Linked DNA regions of Oncorhynchus kisutch: region 1 is linked to region 2. Evidence: chromatin contacts called from public Hi-C data. All regions are on one chromosome and are shown on one strand. Each heading gives the region's core, a stretch centred on a gene start, on an enhancer-like site or on the middle of the called end of the contact. The rest is flanking DNA. Distances are from core to core; before and after follow the strand shown. Region 1 holds the start of LOC109881787 (trypsinogen-like protein 3). Region 2 holds the start of LOC109901787 (40S ribosomal protein S19).

What was found. A called contact is a pair of places that touch in the nucleus more often than the background predicts.
Region 1: a Hi-C map of liver shows a contact between it and region 2, with 15 times the contacts expected there. The contact joins the promoter of LOC109881787 here to the promoter of LOC109901787 in region 2. A contact is called at or near these places in 2 of 2 Hi-C or Micro-C datasets (liver and muscle).

The regions. Positions count from the first base shown.
Region 1 is chrLG13:70,778,152-70,785,599 of Okis_V2, reverse strand. It overlaps LOC109881787 (trypsinogen-like protein 3), which reads left to right and starts at 2,666. Exons shown (of 5, transcript XM_020473899.2): 1 at 2,666-2,796; 2 at 3,231-3,405; 3 at 3,610-3,866; 4 at 3,977-4,110; 5 at 4,309-4,539. The coding sequence starts at 2,754. The coding sequence ends at 4,494.
Region 2 is chrLG13:70,600,713-70,607,925 of Okis_V2, reverse strand. LOC109901787 (40S ribosomal protein S19) reads right to left here and starts at 4,389. Exons shown (of 6, transcript XM_020497741.2): 1 at 4,327-4,389; 2 at 3,310-3,380; 3 at 1,711-1,811; 4 at 1,323-1,506; 5 at 584-638. The coding sequence starts at 3,380.

The DNA.
Region 1 (7,448 bases), core at 1,417-3,916, 180 kb before region 2:
TAATACCGTAGAAAAATAAGTCTATATACAATGTCAGCAAATGAGGTGAGACAAGTGAGGTAAAGGCAAAAAAGGCCATGGTGGCGAAGTAAATACAATATAGCAAGTAAAACACTGGAATGGTAGATTTACAGTGGAAGAATGTGCAAAGTAGATATAGAAATAATGGGGTGCAAAGGAGCAAAATAAATAAATAAATAAATACAGTAGGGAAAGAGGTAGTTGTTTCGGTTAAATTATAGATGGGCTATGTACAGGTGCAGTAATCTGTGAGCTGCTCTGACAGCTGGTGCTTAAAGCTAGAGAGGGAGATGAGTGTTTCCAGTTTCAGAGATTTTTGGAGTTCGTTCCAGTCATTGGCAGCAGAGAACTGGAAGGAGAGGCGGCCAAAGGAAGAATTGGTTTTGGGGGTGACTAGAGAGATATACCTGCTGGAGCACGTGCTACAGGTGGGTACTGCTATGGTGAACTGTGAGCTGAGATAAGGAAGGACTTTACCTAGCAGGGTCTTGTAGATGACCTGGAGCCAGTGGGTTTGGCGACGAGTATGAAGCGAGGGCCAGCCAACAAGATCATACAGGTCGCAGTGGTGGGTAGTATATGGGGCTTTTGTGACAAAATGGATGGCACTGTGATAGACTGCATCCAATTTATTGAGTAGGGTATTGGAGGCTATTTTGTAGATGACATCGCCGAAGTCGAGGATTGGTAGGATGATCAGTTTTACAAGGGTATGTTTGGAAGCATGAGTGAAGGATGCTTTTTTGCGAAATAGGAAGCCAATTCTAGATTTAACTTTGGATTGGAGATGTTGGATGTGAGTCTGGAAGGAGAGTTTACAGTCTAACCAGACACCTAGGTATTTATAGTTGTCCACATATTCTAAGTCAGAACGATCCAGAGTAGTGATGCTGGACGGGCGGGCAGGTGCGGGCAGCGATCGGTTGAAGAGCATGCATTTAGTTTTACTTGTATTTAAGAGCAGTTGGAGGCCACGGAAGGAGAGTTGTATGGCATTGAAGCTCGCCTGGAGGGTTGTTAACACAGTGTCCAAAGAAGGGCCAGAAGTATACAGAATGGTGTCGTCTGCGTAGAGGTGGATCAGAGACTCACCAGCAGCAAGAGCGACATCATTGATGTATACAGAGAAGAATCAGAGAAGTAGTTAGTGAACCTGTCGAGTCTGCCGATGAGGATAAAATATATATATATATGAGTCAGTACGATCATTGTACTATGTGTTTTATTATCAGACAAAGTTGAGAGAGGTGGGATATGTTCATGCATATCTCCCACAGGTTTGTGACAATATGGTTGTGTGTACATCATGTCTCAGAGTTTACAATATGGACAATACGGAGTCTCACAATGCCTACTGTACATAACTATCACCTAACTCTGAGTCAACTGCCTCTCGTCTGAATATAAGAAGCAGGTCATATAGAGGAAAAAGTCAACACCGATTCCTGTGACTGTTTCTGACAGACAGGTTCTCAACCAGAGCTTGAGTTTCTAAATGAGTGGAAATAAAGGGTGTCCTTTGGGTTTCTGATCTCAGAAAGGTTCAAAGTGAGCTATTCATGATCCTTTTGAAGCTGCAATGATAACAGACAGAAATAATACATTTGACCTCAAATATGATCATGTTCACTGAAGATGTAAGAGCCTGGAGCTACAAGACCACAGAGAAGAACATCTTGAACTGTTCGTTAATCTCTTCATAGGGTGGTGATACACTAGCAGGGATATGGCCAATCTGATGTAGCCTCAGTCTAAGATTCATTCAAACGGACTCAAAATGTATTCAAACTAAATACCTCAAATCCCTGAGTACCTACGTTTCCCCATCTTGATTTCCCAATTCTCTCACAACTTTATCTGTCTCACGAGGCCACATTGTTACCTTCTGTTAGTAATCAACCCACAGTTAATGAATAGCTTCACTTGATATTACTAAACGAGGGCACTGCACATTGATACAAGGGGTTACATAATGGTAGATCCCACTGAGTACTTTCATCACAGTGAAATATTAACTCTAAATGCTAGGAATTATATGAGAAGCCTTATCGCTCTTGTTTATTCGTTTTTCCCCAATGGTGACAGTAAAAGGACATAGCACCTGTACTACAAAGAACAACACATGTGTCTCATACTAAAGGGCCAACATGTGTTTTAAATGAAAGGGCCTTTTGTTCTGTTGGTTTGTTTTTGCTTTGTTGTTTGTTGTTTAAATCATGTAAAAAATATATACTGTATATTTGTACTTGTGTCAAAAATGGTCAATTGTATGCTCTTATACAGATGTAAGATCTTCATTTGATCACCTTGTTGCAGGAGCTTGTTGTGTATTTGAGGTTTAAAAAGGCTCCTGAAGTATTTAATCTCCACCTAGAAATTTCAGACTTGATTTTCCCAGATTTTCCCTGTATCAACCCTTACAAAAATGTCCATTGATGATAGTGCACATAATAACTCAAATGTCCTGTTGCTGCAGAATTGTTTTCTTGCTCTTGAAAACTGTCTGAAATTAAGATTAATTTAAAAAAAGTATATTACAAACAAGTCTGTAATTGACTGAATGGGGGCCTATAACCATACCTATCCAGTCACAGACATGAGAGAAGTGCCAGGAAAACAAAGCACAGGTGCAGCCCAGGCAGTCAACTCCCAGAGATCTAAAGGCTAGAGACACAGATACACAGGTATAAAAGAACCACAGACTAAACCCAGGCTCATACAGAGACCAAGACATGATGAAGCTGCTACTGCTGACCTTGGCTTTGGGGTGTGCAGGTAAGACTGTAATATACAGTATCTACAGCATCATGAGACAGTTATGCAATGCAAGAGCATGAAGAATGATACCTTCTTTTAGAGACAGGTTAGGGAGGGAGATATATACGGCCGCGTAGCCTGGTGGTTAGAGCGTTGGACTAGTAACCGAAAGGTTGCAAGATCTAATTCCCGAGCTGACAAGGTACAAATCTGTCCTTCTGCCCCTGAACAAGGCAGTTAACCCACTGTTCCTAGGCCGTCATTGAAAATAAGAATGTGTTCTTATCTGACTTGCCTAGTAAAATAAAATACACTGAGTGTACTGAACATTATGCTCTTTCCATGACATATACTGACTGGGTGCATCTCAATATTAGGAAGGTGTTCTTAACGTTTTGTACACTCAGTCTTTACTCATCTATACTATGACCATTTCTCTCTCTCTTATTTAGCGGCTGTTCCAGTGGAGGAGAATGGAGCGTTGGTGCAGGAAGTTTGCCAACCCCACTCCAGACCCTGGCAGGTCTACCTGTGGAACACTAAGGGGGGCTGGTATGGGGAGGAAAGGTGTAGTGGTGCCCTCATCAACGAGTGGTGGGTGCTTACCGCCTGGAACTGCTTTGTCGAGTAGGTATTCCCCCTTTTTTCTTTTTCCGAAATCAGTGTAAAATGCATGCAGCCCATACTCTACTCTACTCTACTCTACTCTACTCTACTCTACTCTACTCTACTCTACTCTACTCTACTCTACTCTACTCTACTCTACTCTACTCTACTCTACTCTACTCTACTCCACTCCACTCTACTCTACTCTACTCCACTCCTCCTCAGACCTGGCCACACTATGGTTTCTCTGGGGGAGCATGACCTGACAGTGGAGGAAGGGACAGAGCAACATGTCCGGGTGGCCAGATATGTGCAGCACGGGCCGTACGCACGAGGCCCCTCACACAGCCTGGCAATGGTGAAGCTGGCAGAGCCTGCCCGGTTCACTCAGCATGTCATGCCCGTAGCCCTACCCACACGATGCACTCAGCTCCACGAGAAGTGTCTGGTCAGCGGCTGGGGCTCCACCGTACCGGGACAGGGTGAGTGGACCATAAAGCCAGGGGAGGGCTATATGCCTCAACCGAAATTAATGGAATAGATAAGCACCAAATAAACTCCCATGAGTCCCTATGTCTGTCCCTCCATACAGACGAGCCCAATCTAATCCTGAAGTGTGAAACCCAGCGGGTCATTGATGACAAGATGTGCCAGATAGCCTTTCCCCTTTATTGGATTGAACATGCATTCTGTGCTAAAACCATCATCTCAACAGACAACTGCCTGGTCAGTACATCAACAGCACAGTGCTTTGCAAACATGTATATTTTTTATCTCTGGCTGTTGCATTGGAAATGTGTAAGAGAATATTATGATCAACGAGCTAATCAAGATTTTCCTTTGTACTTTAATTTCACTGTGCCACCATACTCTGAGAGTTCTCCATGTCTACTTTTAACCTCTCTCTCTCTTTCACTTTCTCAGTCTGACCAGGGCAGTACTGTGGTCTGTGGGGGTGAGCTACAGGGGTTGTTCTGGTCCAGTTCTTCTGACGTTGGTTTGTACACCCGCCTGTGCCTGTACCTTAACTGGATCAGTGACATCATGAACACCCCTGATCCTACACCTGAACCTGCGTGGACCACCGCAGCAGCAGCTACAACATGGTGATTGAAAAGAAAAACAATAAAGTGATATGTACTGAAATGTTCTGTTCACCTGCCCCGTTGATTCCATCATATCCGGCCTGCGTTGTTTTAATTCCCCAGCAGAGGGCAACATAGACTAATAATACTGGCCTATCACAAACCTCTGAGAGATTTCTTGGCTAAAACATGTCACACATTAACACATACATATTTTCCCATGTAGAAAAAAACTAAAGTCTGCAGGAAGTTTAATTTCTCAATTACTTAGTTTACTTCTCCAAACAATTGGAATTGGACACCCCAAAGTGTCTTTCCTGAAGATAAATCCTCCAACCATGCAGTCGTTTGTCCTGGGATATGTAGTTCTTTTGATCACCAGCAGATGGCAATGTAGACTAATAATAGTCCATTTGAGCACAAAAGCGCCACACAATCAATGTAAAGAGAGACACCGAATGAAAAAAGGAGAAAGAGGATTTTCAGAGAGAGAGAGAGGGAGAGAGAGAGAGAGAGAGAGAGAGAGCGGTTGAGATGAGAGCAGGTGAAATGAGACCGCCATTCTTTGCAAGGTTTTGAATGAGTGTGTCCAGATCTGCGTGCAAGCTGAATATCACACTCTGACACACACACACACACACACACACACACACACACACACACACACACACACACACACACACACACACACACACACACACACACACACACACACACACACACACACACACACACACACACACACACGCACACACACATGCACACACACACACACACACAATGTATGACTGACAGCTGTGCCCACTGACACTCAGTCTAACACTGGAGCCACTTCACCATCTGTTCTCCACACTTTTCCCGCCTTTTCCCTCTTTGGAATACTCTACTCTCCCGTTCAGGTCCCCCTCCTCCTTCCCTCACCCTTTCCTCTAGCTTTCAGAGATCTCTGACTCTTTCCATTTTTTTGGTCTCTCCTGCACTCCATTCCACTCTCCTGCTCCGTCTCTAATACACTGAGATGAAACAACCTATAGAAACTCTTACTCCGTTTACAGTACAATTGACTTTGTCCTTCTGTCTGTATCCATATGCCCACTCCCCCACTCCCCCTCTCACCCCCACACTCATTTACCCTCTATTCTTCCCTCATTTACTTCCATCATACTATAAATGCTCCAAATTAATCTGTCCTCTCTTCCTCCCTCACTCCTTTCAGTGCTGTTGGCTAGCATTGTTCCTGCACTAGCTAAACAGAGAGATGTTTATAGTAAAGATCAGGTAATATGTAATATGAGCAGATATACTCTGAGTGTACAAAACATTAAGAACACATTCCTAATATTGAGTTGCAGGATGTCCTTTGGGTGGTGGATCATTCTTCATACACACAGGAAAATGTTGAGTGTGAAAAACCTAGCAGCGTTGCACTTCTTCAGACACTTAAACTGATGCGCCTGGCCTCTACACCCATATCCCGTACACTGATTCATCTCACTCTCCCTGGCAAACTGTTCCTATCGCTCATCAGATGCTTACATTCTCAACATCCTCCTATGACACCTAACAAACTCATGGTCCTGGAAGAAGGTGAGGAAGTCACAGGGAGGGACAGACAGAGAGAGAGAGAGAGAGAGAGAGAGAGAGAGAGAGAGAGAGAGAGAGAGAGAGAGAGAGAGAGAGAGAGAGAGAGAGAGAGAGAGATAGAGAGAGAGAGAGAGAGGGAGAGAGTTGAAAGTACACACAGAGAAGCCTCAGAGTATGGTGGCATAGATAAATGAACGAAGGACTCAATACTGCGATAAGAAAAATCACAATAATGTCATAGTGACTCTCCATAAGTGGGATTTACGCTATGTGACTCGCTATGTGTGCCCCAGTGTGTATCTCACACCCATTAACTGAAACCAGTGTGTCTGTGTAAAGGCTTTACTAATTTATAAGAGACAACGGAGCATAAAAACTCAATCTCTCCAAATTTGTCCCCATTGCCTAGTAGAGACACGAGTCTCGTCAGTGGGGTAAATTACTTTCAAGTGCTCTAATGATACCGACCTAATAGCTAACAGCAAACAGAGAAAGGGAGAGGGGGGTGTATATGTAGATGTGTATGTGTGTGTGTGTATGTGTGTGGGGTGGGGGGCGGGGGCGGGGATAATGCATCTAATGGAGGAATTAACTAAGTAAATTAACTCTGAGTAATAACCTCTGTTTCTGTCTCTCCCTCTCTCTCTTTTCTCTCCCTCTCCCCATCATGGTTAGAGAGTGCAGGAAGTGAGTGCCCCAGCCTCTCTCATCATCCCTCTAATGTAGCCCCCTCCACCTGCTTTTAATCAGAGGGAGTGATGGAGAACCCTGACTGGATGTGTCTGTGGTAAATAGTGTACAGTATGTGTGGGATAGTGCGACACAGACAGACAGACAAACAGACAAACATTCGCCTCAAAACAGTTTTACCTGTGTTCAAAATCAAACACTGCACTCAAATCATAAACAAAGTAATCAAAATGATATACACTCTCAAGCAGTCAGTAAACAATACACCCCAAAATAGAAAACACATTGTTCAAAACATACAATTCTCAGGGAGAAGTACGTTTTTTATCAAAAAAAATATTCATACTTTTGATGAACGAAAACATGTTCTATGAAGTAGCTCAAAATTTATCAGAAATTTTGTTTTTTGTTCTTCCTCCTCCTTGTACCCCTATTTTTACAGTACTGTACCCTGCATCTCACAAACTTTTCCTTTGTCTCTGTGATACTGTAATTCTTGTTCTTTGTTGATATGAACCTGCAACCAGTCAAAATCTATTGAGCAGTCAGTACTGTTAATAAATGGAAAGCACAATGTTCAGGGCCATACAATTTGTCCATTGTACAGTATACAGCCTACAATGTACTGTACTACAGTATACAATACTAAAAGAGACAAAAATCAAAGGAGTAAACATGTGATCAATGTGCTTCTTCTTGTCTTTG
Region 2 (7,213 bases), core at 3,140-5,639:
ACATGCACTGTGGGATGTTCTATCATCAAAGTGCAGGGTGACATGTTTCAGTGATGAAAAACTTATTTCTGCAACAAAACATGTTTGAATCGACTTTTTAGATAAGGGCCCACAGGCCTGATATGGTGAGGTACGAGGCAGTACCCTGGTCCCGGTGAGCCTTGGGCCTATAAAGCCTTTATTCCAGCCAAGCAAGGCAGCAGATGGCCCAGCGCTCTAACCGCTAGGCTAATAACTGAAAGGTTACTAGTTTTGATTCCTTAAGCAGACTAAATAAAAAATATGCCGATGTGCCCTTGAACAAGGCACTTAACCCCATCTGCTCCAGGGTATCAGTCAATAACAGCTGATGCCTGGCTGTGACCACACTGTGGGCGTCTCAGTGGAATATGCAAAAAAATTATCGCCAAACAGGTTCCACTTGAACGTATGAAAGGACAAATAAGCCCCCCCCCCCCCCCCCAAAGGTCCTGATTTAACTTATTCGTTTTGCCGTTTGCCTGGAACAGGCCCACACAACCCATGGACTCCCCAGAAGGTAGGTAACCAAAAACTGCTGGTGGGGTAAAGAGAAGGACTTCACCTGGCCAGCAATCCTGTCCAGATCTCTGGTTCCCTGGGCGGTTAGTCTGCGACCACTGTGAGAGAAGAGGTTCAGTCAGCAACAGAGCAAATTCATCTAAATTTGTCACATGTGCAGAATACAACAGGTAGACTACAGTGAAATGTTTACGAGACCTTAACCAACAATGAAGTTAAGAAAAATAAGTGTTACGTAAAAAATGAATAATTAGAGCAGCAGTAAAATAACAGTAGTGAGGTTATAAACAGGGGATACCGGTACAGAGTCAATGTGCGGGTGCAGCGGTTAGTCGAGGTAATTGAAGTAATATGTACATGTGGGTAGAGTTATTAAAGTGACTATGCACAGACAGTAGCAGCAGCATAAGGGGGGGGGGTGCAAATAGTCTGGGTAGTTATTTTATTAACTGGCTTATTAACTAGTACATTTATCCAGATTTCATGCAAATAATATAATCAACACTAATGAAATTGAGCACTTGTAAGATGCTTTGTCTGTATGCGGTTTTGTTCAGTGGGCAACATGTTTTCAACAAGGGAAGAAAAAAAGAGAAAAATCAGTGGTGCTCTGGGACCTGGACTAGGTGATGTAATAAAACAGTTCATATCCGGTGTTTCCCTCTGTGCTCAGTAGAGATGTAGGATCTGCTTGCTTCCCTAAACCTAACCATGAGGACCAATGACAACGGCAACCTTGGCTCAGTGTCTAGGGATGTTCTAACCAGCATGGTTCTACTCACCCGTTGGGGTTCTTCTCCACCATCTTGAGAAGCTCGAGGGCCTGCAGCACCTTGCGGGCCACGTTTTTGGAACCGACACTGAAGTGGGCAGGGCACACACCGTTCCTCTGGCGACCACCATAGATCTTGGTCATGGAGCCCACACCGGCACCCCCACGCAGGTACAGGTGGCGCACTGTGGAAGCTTGGAGGGAAAAGAGGTCAACACCACTGATAGCCAGAGTCAATAACCTTATTACATAATTCTGCACTAACAGTCAGGAAAATCATTTGTGGCCAATTTTGGGGTAAACCAATGCCAATAACAGATTGGCTCTACCATACTAGACTAACGGCCTGAGCAGACAGGTAGTCCTGAAGGGAAGAATGTCAATGATCAAAATCATACCAGCTCTGGTGTAGAACCAGTTCTCGTCGCTGGGGGCCAGCTCCTTGTGTTTGGCCAGCTTGACAATGTCCACCCAATCCGGGACCTTCAGCTTTCCTGACCTGGAACAGGAAAAGCATACAGTTGAAGTGGGAAGTTTACATACACCTTAGCCAAATACATTTAAACAGAATTTCACAATTCCTGACATTTAATCCTAGTAAAAATTCCCTGCCTTAGGTCAGTTAGGATCACCACTTTATTTTGAGAATGTGAAATGTTAGAATAGAATGACTTATTTCAGCTTTTATTTCTTTCATCACATTCCCAGTGGGTCAGAAGTTTACATACACTCAATTAGTATTTGGTAGCATTGCCTTTAAATTGATTCACCTGGGTCAAATGTTTCAGGTAGCCTTCCACATGCGCCCCACAATAAGTTGGGTGAATTTTGGCCAATTCCTCCAGACAGCTGGTGTAACTGAGTCAGGTTTGTAGGCCTCCTTGCTCGCACATGCTTTTTCAGTTCTTCCCGCAAAAGTGCTATAGGATTTGAGGTTAGGGCTTTGTGATGGCCACTCCAATACCTTGACCGTTGTCCTTAAGCCATTTTGCCGCAACTTAGGAAGTATGCTTGGGGTCATTGACCAATTGGAAGACCCATTTACGACCATTATTTAACTGATGTCTTGAGACATCCACATCATTTTCCTGCCTCATGATGCCAACTATTTTGTGAAGTGCACCAGCCCCTCCTGCAGCAAAGCACCCCCACAACATGATGCTGCCACCCCCGTGCTTCACGGATGGGATGGTGTTCGTCGGCCTGCAAGCATCCCCCTTGTCCTCCAAACATAACAAGGGTCATTATGGCCAAACAGTTCTATTTTTGTTTCATCAGACCAGAGAACATTTCTCAAAAAAGTACCATCTTTGTCCCCATGTGCAATTGCAAACCGTAGTCTGGCTTTTTTATGGGTGGTTTTGGAGCAGTGGCTTCCTTGCTGAGCGGCCTTTCAGGTTATGTCGATATAGGACTTGTTTTACTGTGGATATAGATACTTTTGTACCCGTTTCCCCCAGAATCTTCACAAGGTCCTTTGCTGTTGTTCTGGGATTGATTTGCACTTTTCACACCAAAGTATTCATCTCTAGGAGACAGAACGCATCTCCTTCCTGAGAGGTATGACGGCTGCGTGGTCCCATGGTGTTTATACTTGGGTACTATTGTTTGTACAGATGAACGTGGTACCTTCAGGTGTTCGGAAATTGCTCCCAAGGATGAACCAGACTTGTGGAAAGTCTACATATTTTTTCTGAGGTCTTGGCTGATTTCTTTTGATTTTCCCATGATGTCAAGCAAAGAGGCACTGAGTTTGAAGGTAGGCCTTGAAATACAAGTAGAAGTGACTTGACAAAACTATAGTTAGTAACAAGAAATTTGTGGATTGGTTGAAAAATGAGTTTTAATGACTCCAACCTAAGTCTATGTAAACCTCTGACTTCAACTGTATGTTAGTCATTCACAAAAGCTCAATGCACCGCAAAGCAAAAATTGAACAACGCTTCACGTGTATGCGACTACATATACTTATATTACGAACGGAGTGGAAAACTCACTTCTTCAGGAAAGCTGACAGGGCCCGGACAAACTCCTGCTGGTTGACGTCTTTCACTGTGACACCAGGCATCTGCCAGAGAGGTAGAGAACTTCAGTATGAGGTACAATGTATGATTGATGCTATGTAGACTGCAACGAATGTCCTGGGTAGATTGAGGTCCTGAGCACATTCAATATGTAGCCTAGCTACTCATGTAACTAAGGTTAGTTATACAGTTATGTGCAGACGATAGGATGACTCGACTGCCCCAATACTCAAAACAGTTCATCTGATGACTACACGTCTATACACTACTATTGATAACCTTTCTGCAAACCACACTATCTAGCTCACTACTTAGTTAACTAGCCAGATGGGTGATGAACAGCTTGCTTAAGCAGGCAACTAACGTAAGTTGGCTAGCTAATTCCATAGGCTACTTATCTTCCTGTCAAACAGCGGCGATGGAAAACATTCACATCGTGATAATATACATCCCTCATATTGTGCGAAGTCCTGTATGATCTGAAGTCCAATTTTAGCAAAAAAATGATATCAGGGCAAACCATCTCACCAACAAACTGGCCACCGTTAAATAAAATTATGGTAACTGGAGTTAGCCACAATGCTAGCAATTAACCTATAAACCGACACATGTAACCACATCAGAAATTCGAGGCAGAAATCAAGACAGTTTAAGGATCACAGTCCAACTGCCGACGAGCGTAACACATTCAAATGAAAGACACCGTTAGCGCAGATATCATAATTGTCTTATCTAAAATGGACAAACAAAAGGAGAAATGTTTAGGCCCAATGCAAAGGCATGGGGGCAGCCATCACTGGAAGCTACGTGCGAGTGCCGCATGAAATTTTATTTTATTCTAAATAATCTACAAGACTCTATAGACTTTCCGGAAAACCCGGTATTTGTTCATTGATTGTTTAATGTATACGCGGTCAGTTATGGGAGAATAATTATCACGAAAATGTCATACAATTGGTCAAATAAGGCCGGAGACCAGACATCCTTTACCTTGCTTGTGGACAGCGAGAGGAAGAGGGTAAGACAGGGTTTCCAGCCCGTGTTAAAACGGGCGGATCTCGTTTGTTCTCGCGAGATATGACATCACCCTGCACATTCGTATTTTCCTCACCCGGTTGTTACATTTCTAGCCCAATCAGAGTAAAACCCGATGCATTTCAAAGCAGTTTGCAGTGCCCAAGGTTAAAGGCTACATCACAATCAAAAGCATTGAATTATGAAATTGTCTGCAAAAGAAGTGGCACGTGCCCTGGAGCAGCAATAGGAATTAATTAGCAGGTTTTTTTTGTGGTATATGGAAGTACTTTTTTATTGCAGCAATAGGATACTAATGTCTAATGTTACTATAATCTGCACAGTGAATGCAATAACCAGGATGCTGTAATTCAAAAAATTATGTTTTTATTATAATAATCTTGTGACATATCCCTGTGAAATGCATTGTAACCATATATTATCTTATGGTAAATATATAGATAAAATACATATATTTAAAAAATATATACATTTTCCTTTATTATTTTCCCCTAACCCTACCATCCCTCCCCTAATTGGAGTAAACCAATGGACAACAACACTTAGGCTTCTACTTCCAGTTTATACACACTATATAAAACCATTTCTTATTCTTAAGGGATTTCTACAAATAGCCTACTGACAGAGATCATTATCAAATTCCTTTGAATTCTGCATGCAACAATCATTCTTTATTTCTCATGGTACATTTCATCCATGAAAAAAAACCAATGCCACTTAATTTGCTCTTTGTTATCCTAGAAATAGCCGTTGAAAAATAAATGCACTGCTGCCTGAAACACGGCATGTGTAAATGTACTGCTACCTGAAACATGACACGTGTAAATGTACTGCTGCCTGAAACACGACACGTGTAAATGTACTGCTGCCTGAAACATGACACGTGTAAATGTACTGCTGCCTGAAACACGGCACGTGTAAATGTACTGCTGCCTGAAACACGGCACGTGTAAATGTACTGCTGCCTGAAACACGACACGTGTAAATGTACTGCTGCCACAGAACAATGCCCAAACCCTTCAGTGGATAAGAGATTGCGTTCTCTGTCCCTCTCTGATTTCTCTCCAATGTTTTTCTCTGTTCATCATCTCTTCCATCTGTGCCATTATGTTTACACACGTTTGAGTGTCTCCTTTCGTGTGTGTGTGTGTGCGAATTTGTACATGTTCGATTGACTTGAGTGTGTGTGTCTGCGAGTATATGTGTCAACTATAACCTTGGTCTTTTTTATTTACTGATTTACAATGCTTGTGGTGACCTTTGCACAGCTCAGGTGGAAAGGTCAGCACTGCTTCAACATTGACACAATTGATATGTTTGTATAGACACGACCAGGAGATAGGTGGGCAGAGAGGGTAATGACGGTTTATGAATGTGAGTTTATTCTGTCAGTCAGAGCAGAAGAATAGAGGGAGAGGAAGAGATAGGGAGGTAAAGAATGAGGGAAGGTTTACAGAGGACAGATTAGAACTGTCATAGACTTATATTGACATTTTACATGTACATTTTAGTCATTTAGCAGACGCTCTTATCCAGATTTATACATCCACAACATATCAGGTAATTTGGTCTTTTCTCATTTATTCTACTGTTCTAGACAGCTCTATTTTGCTATTTGGTATTTTATTAGGATCCCCATTAGCTGTAGCGATAGAGCTGCAGCTTCTCTTCCTGGGGCCCACAAAATCACCTTCTGTTCTCTATCCATTCTCCTTCCATTATATTCTCTTTCATATTTTCTGTCATCCATTGAGATTCCTAATATCTAAATCTAAAGCTCTGACTGTGTAGTGTGGCTGTGAGTCTGTATGCTTGTGTTGTCTCTCAATGCTTAATTGATTAGCAAAAGTAAATTAATCCCATTGAAAGCGACCAGTCACAGATTCAAACCGAAGACAACCACATAAGATGGAATGAACTCCAATAATGATTTGAAGGCCCTTCAAGGAGCAGGACAGGAGACAACTGTATCAACTGATTATGCAGCTGTATAAAACAATTATTCCAGTCAGTCATAATTATTATGAAAACGGACAACTTGTCGTCTGGATGTCCTGAAAAGGTCAAACTCATTATTCTGAGGAGACAGGTGGCATATTACAGCGCTAAATCTGCTATTTCAATATCCAGACGCTTTGCTTTATTTGAGCCCATTGTTTGAAAATGTTCTGAAATTACCTGTCAATCACACTCGAGCAAGTTCACACCAATGTCTCCTGCTCTGTCTGTCTGCTGCAGTGTGCGATGTTAGCGGTCTGTTTCACAGAGCCTACCCTCTCTACACTGTGTTTGCATGGTGCTCACATCCTCAGTGTGAGTGCTCTGTCAGGTCCAGTCTACGCTGACCTTTTCACTCTCCAAGTACCAGTACAGGTCTCTAATACCTAGAACAAATATTTAACCATCTCTCGCCCTCAACTTCCTGCCTCTGCGTCTCCCTTTTCATTTATTTTTCCTTTACTCTGTCCTCCCACCACTCGCTTTTCTCAATCAATCTTTCTCTTTTAGACCTCCCACTCACTCTCTCCATTCTTACCCCCTTTCTTCTCAAATTATTGCCATTGTCTTTTTCTTATTTTTTTATGTCCCAGGTAAATTGACTGAGAATGCTTCCTCATGTGCCCAATAATGTTTATACCATATTTTGTGCTGCTACCATGTTGTGCTGCTGCATTGTTGTGTTGCTACCATGTTGTCATGTTGTGTTGCTACTATGCTGTGTGGTCATGTGTTTCTGTCATGCTCAATCACTCTCAATCACATTTATTTATAAAGCCCTTTTAACATTAACATTTATTCACCTCAAATCTGAAATCCACAACAGAAGCTAGCCAGAAGCTAG